2 separate regions of the Ovis aries genome follow, and region 1 is linked to region 2. Evidence: chromatin contacts called from public Hi-C data. All regions are on one chromosome and are shown on one strand. The core of a region is the stretch at or near the end of the contact, and the rest is flanking DNA. Distances in the headings are between cores, read along the strand shown. Region 1 holds the start of ZBTB20 (zinc finger and BTB domain containing 20). Region 2 overlaps ZBTB20 (zinc finger and BTB domain containing 20).

What was found. A called contact is a pair of places that touch in the nucleus more often than the background predicts.
Region 1: a Hi-C map of muscle shows a contact between it and region 2, with 2.3 times the contacts expected there. The contact joins the promoter of ZBTB20 here to the enhancer-like site in region 2. A contact is called at or near these places in 5 of 16 Hi-C or Micro-C datasets (blood, hypothalamus, liver and 2 more).

What each region holds. Positions count from the first base shown.
Region 1 is chr1:180,757,144-180,759,843 of ARS-UI_Ramb_v3.0, reverse strand. It overlaps ZBTB20 (zinc finger and BTB domain containing 20), which reads left to right and starts at 1,288. Exons shown (of 13, transcript XM_060418143.1): 1 at 1,288-1,316. It overlaps LOC132660065 (a long non-coding RNA gene), which reads right to left and starts at 741. Exons shown (of 2, transcript XR_009601257.1): 1 at 590-741.
Region 2 is chr1:179,963,378-179,966,077 of ARS-UI_Ramb_v3.0, reverse strand. All of the region lies in intron 9 of ZBTB20 (zinc finger and BTB domain containing 20), which reads left to right. Among named protein-coding and RNA genes, the nearest start is that of TIGIT, 95 kb to the right of the region's middle. Within about 2 kb of position 1,442, at least 31 of the 54 cell types and tissues checked have an H3K27ac peak or open chromatin away from gene starts, as enhancers often do. A contact at or near this core is called in liver, muscle and tail adipose tissue, where this site is marked.

The DNA.
Region 1 (2,700 bases), core at 39-2,538, 790 kb before region 2:
TGAGGATGAAGGTTTTATTGAAGCGTCTGAACCGCATTTAATTTTCCGTGTTGCTTTATTTGTTCCTCCTAGCCCTCAGGATATTGAATTTTGTGGGCTCCAGTTGGGTCGTTGGTACTTCAGGTTTTTAGTAATAAGAAACATAATCTGCTTTTCCCGTTAGGATAATATCCTCATTTGTATTAAGGGCGGCTTACTCCAAACTGTTTCACATAGTCTTTTTTCCAAACCTCCTGAACGAACACATTTTCCCGTTGAGCACTGGCATTGCTTCAGCGGCCTCCGGTGACCTCCCGGCTTGGCAACCTGCACCCCACTCCACAGGAACCAAGCCTGGACTCCGCGGGGCCTCGAGCGCCTCCCCAGACCTTCTCTCCTGCTTTCCCTCCCATCACTCGGGATCCAGCTTCGCTCCAGCCGCCTCAGCTGTCTGCGACAGCGACACCCCCTCCTCCCCTCCTGCGGCTCCCCCGCCAGCTCGCCGCGCCAGACAGCGGGTAACCGCCGCCTCCGCCGGGGCATCCCGGCTCCATAGGCCTAGCGCGCTCCAGACACCTGCCTCTCACTGGCCACCGCCGCTGCCCCTCACCCGGCATCCCTCTCGGCAATTGGCCCCCGGCCGTCGCTCGTCATCCTCAGCCTCGCCTCGAGTCCCGCCTCCGTCGCCGGGTCATTTAAGTTTATCACAAATAAATAAATAAAGGAGGAAATAGAAATGCGTAGAAAGTAAAAGCAGTCGGGAGGGGGCGGGGGCGTGGAGAAAAAAAGAGGGGGGAGGAGTAGACAACCAAACTTGATTGTGTGTGTGTTGACCAATCACGACTCACCCCAGTCCAGTCTGACGGGCTCTCTCAACCAATTGCCTCCTAACTCTCGGATCAGTGAACAACGAGATATGACTGACCTCTCCAGAGTGGGCGAAGGTGCGGCAGAGGGTGGGAAGTGGGAAGACTCTCGACCAATCATCTGTTAACTGTTCTCTGAGCGAAGTTTCCATAATCCAATGTGTGTCTGGGATAGCGGATTGGGCTTCTCCTGGTCCAATCGAAGCTGGTAGAGATGAGGGAAGAGGCAGATGGGGTGGGGACAGGTGAAGGGGAGGAGGAAGAGTGTATTTTGTTTATGGGCGGCAACCTCACGAGGGGCGTCCCATCCTTATTGGCTCATTGAAGCGAAGAGTGGCATTAGGGCAATCCAATAGTAGAAAAAGATAGAGGGTTCGCGATGTGAGGCGCCCAATGTGGGCCTTCTGCCGAAGAAGTAGGGGCGGGGGGAAGTTTAGGAGTTGAGGAAAGAAGATTAAAGAGCGCGAGGAGGTAACGCCAAAAACTCTAATTTGTTGTGAGGCGGGCGGGAGGGGTGTGTGCGAGCCGTGGGGGACGGGGCGTCTGTGAGGCGCTTGGAGTTGGGGGCGGCGGGACGGGAAAGGAGGGGCGCGGGGTGGGGTTGGGGGAGCGAGTTAGAGTGGCGAGCCCGCGGGCCGTTGGTCCGCAGAGCGCGCGCCCCTTCCCCCGGGCGCCCCGCCTCGCTCCCCCTTCTCTTGGCGCCCCTCCTCGCGCCGGGCTGCGGCGGCGGCCTCGCCCGACCCCGCGCGGAGGGAGGGAGCGCGGGAGGGTCCCGGCTCCTAGGAGCGGGCGGGGCGTCCCGCAGCTGGAAACGAGTCTTCTGCCTTCTTCTCTCTATTCCCCGCGCCTGGAGTTGCCGCTTCCAAGAAGAGGAGCTGAGGGGGACTAGCCTGGGCTCAGGAGCTACTAGAGGCGCCCGCTTGTCTTCCGCCCCCTCCCTTCTCGCCCTCCCCCGCTTGCCGTGGCTCTGGCGGTCTCTGGAGCGTCTTCTGAGAACTGGGGGGCGGGAGGGGTCCTGGCCCCAGAGCCGCTGGACGCCCCTCCAGACGCCCGAGCTACCGGCCGCCGCCTGCTTCGCTGCTACGACTCTAGAGGAGGGGGTTTGGGAAGGGAAGACACTCCTTTCCTTCTTTCTCTCCTCCTGTGGGTCCCCGTGGAAACATTAAAAAGAAAGAAAAAAAAAACACGGTTTTCCATAGCCGAGAGAAATGGTTGGAAGCTTTTTGAAAGTTTTAAAGAAATGCACTGTTTTACACTGTTTAATGCATTACTATCCGTGTGGCTTTCTGGTCTTTTCCCACCACCCGCCCCACGCCCCGCCCCTCTTGAAGCTGTTATCCTTTTTAAGGATGCTGAAGAGGCAGGAGGCAGGGATTTTCTAAAAGTTCTATTGATAAACACACTTGCACAAACATATGCTATGCACACAAACTATAAACATTAGCGGAAAACACAATATGGCGTACAGCTATCCTACCTAGCGCGGTAATCCGCTGATCTCTTAAGGCAGCCTAGTTGAATGGGGTCAGTAGCAGGATGACAGTTCTCCAGTAAAAATCTGAATGAAGCAGGAAGTAATTTGGAAGCAGCCGGTGGGTTAAGTACTGTGTTCGAAATCAGCATTGGCCCAAGATAAGTTGAATTTGTTAATGTTCTAGACGTGTGAAAATTGTCTCAGCTGCTTCTTAGCATTAGAAAAACCGAAATGTTGCTCAAGTGGAGTTTTCTTATCCTGTGGTCATGTGTATATTTCAGCCAAGAAAATGAACAGAGAACAATGTTTTCAAGCAAACTCTTTTCTAAAGTTACTATTGTTGGTATTGAAAGTTTTAAAACATTAATTATAATGACTGTT
Region 2 (2,700 bases), core at 193-2,692:
AGTTATAGTCCATTTGCCCCTGCCCAAATCTAGATATTTTAAAAGATGACTAAAATAAAAGAATTGCCTCCTTCCAGCCGAAATGGAAACTGCAGAACCGACACGCTGTGAAAGAGCTACCCTCCCAGGGCACTGACTGTGTGCCAGCGCTGTGCCCATCACTCAACAGGAATTATTTAATCTTTGCATCAACTTCCCAGATGGTGCTAGTGGTGAAGAACCCGCCTGCCAATGCAGGAAACACAAGAGACCCAGGTTCAATCCCTGGGTTGGGAAGATCCCCTGGGGAAGGAAATGGTAACCCACTCCAGTATTCTTGCCTGGAGAATTGCATGGACAGAGGAGCCTGGCGGGCTGCAGTCTGTGGGGTCACAAAGAGTCAGACACGACTGAAGCGACTTAGCATTGCATAGCATAGCAGCCCTAGAATGTTTGTCATTTCCATTTTACAGATGAGGAAACTGAGGCCCAGAGAGGCAGAGGAATCTGCCTCGGGTACACGGCTACTGGATGGTAGAGCTCAGTTCTACCACCAGCCCCCACTGAGGCACCACATCCCCTGTGCCCTCCTCCCCAAATACTGTACTAAGCCTCTTCCATATATTATTGGGAAGCAGAATAAGGGGACGATCACCACACCAAAAAGATGGGGGACAAGTGGGGCAGGGATCAAAATTGTCATGACCCAGTGACTCAGTATTTATGAAAAAGGGGTTCTAATTCTTTTCCACCCAACCAGGCTGATGAGTGGAAGGCATGTTAATGTGCAGGAGAGGGTGGGAGCCCAGTGAAGAGAGAAAATTGGTGAAGAGAACACTCTCCCTCAGCAGCCCCCGGAGACTGATAAGAGCTCACAGAGATAAAATATTTATTTTCCATATGTCGCAGAGAGCATTGCCATCGCTGTATGTGTGCAGTATGTGCAAAGAAGTGTGAAATCTATACATCAAATGCCACCAATCTAGTTAATTTCCATGCATTTAACAGGCTTATTACCTACCATCTCCTCAATATGTTTTCATGTATATTTCTTGCCACATACAATATGGTCTAGTAAGGAAAGAGCCAACATCACCCACAACCTTACTCACTGCTATGTTTCAGCCCCAAACTTGTCCTGGCCGGCACAAGGAGAGTTAAATACCAGTAGGTCCTGCTGGCCAGCTCAACCGCCCGTCACCTTAAATCGCCTTCCCACTCCTCGAAGCAGCCTTTTTCTCATAACAGAAGTGTTTGCTGTGTGGAGATGAAAATGTTTTTGTTCTCTTTGGATAATTGGGAGATAGTCAGCATGTCAGAACTGACCGTTGAAAGGCAGGTGCCTGTGGCCACACTTTTTTTTTTTTCTTTTTTTTTGAAAGCAGAGCTCCACCAGTGTGGCGGGAGGAAGTGCACAATGATTGGTCTGTTTCTCTGTGGAAATGTTCAGGGTACACCCAGTTTTGCTTTGCATATATTTACGAAACATCTGCCCTTTTCTTGTTCTTAAATCCTTCCCCCTCACCAGCCCCCTTTCCCCTTTCTCCCAATTTCTCTCTTTGTTGTCATTGGCTCGTCTAACTTTTTCATTGGAGCTTTCATTTTCCGGTTGAGGGGCGACTTCATCAGAGTGTATAATTTTAACATTGAGGAGGGAGGGAGAGAGGGAGAGAGTGTGTGGGAAGTGGGAGGCGAGAGAGAGAGGGAGAGAGAGAGAGACAGAAAAGAAAGAAGGAAGCTAAGCGGCCAGAGAGCTTGGCAAACCAACCTTTGGCATGGTGACCAGGAGGAAGGTTCTGGTCTGGTGGGGAGTTTGCCTGACGCGCTGCCTGTAATCAGCTGGTGCGCTGCTGCCCTCTAAAGGCTCCAGGGACTAGTACACAGCTTCTGAGGCTTGGTGAGACCTGCCCTCGAATATGCCATGTTCATGTAATTCTTTTACACGACCAAAGAAGGTATTTTCAATTAATTACTACAAGACTTCCTTTATCCTCCTCAACAAAATATGAGCTGCAAAACTAGGGTCAAAATAACAGCACCTGTGCATGTCTAAATGTAGATGGTTGCTATGTTTTAGAGTTTCTCAGCTCTGGAAAAAGGAGTCCACTATTAGAGAGAGTGAGATGGAAAATGCATTGTTTCTAAGGGTCAGTGAATGTCTCTCTGGTATGTGCACTTGGGAAATAGCCCAATGGTCTAAGAATAAGTAAAGGGATTTTAGGCAAATGAAGGAGTGAGCCAAAAGGTTGAGTTTTCAATATCCTCTGTTCGTAGAGATGGTTTCAGTGTCTTTGTGCTATGAATGGTCCCCAGAGGTGATCCTTGAGATGACAGACAGGAGGGTATGATGCAAGATGTAAGGTGGGAGGCAGGATCAAATCTAGAGAAGGAAGCGATGCCATCAATAGAAAGAACAATACAACTTCTGCAAAGTTAAAAGTAAAGAGTAATGTTGGTGGGCTGGCCATACACTCACATTTGAAAGACAGCTTCTTCAATTTCCTGAAAGAAACCAAGGAAATTAGTACATCTGAAACTAGCCTAGACCTTATTTATGAACATCAGGAATAAATTTTTTATGTTAAGTGATGTCTGTCATTAGTGTTTCATCTCGATATTTAAATGACCCATGAGAACCAGCCTAGCTTTAGTGGGCATAACGGTCCTGCTCTTATCAAATGTACTTCATGGATTCCAAGGAAAACAGCCTGTCAAGGTAGA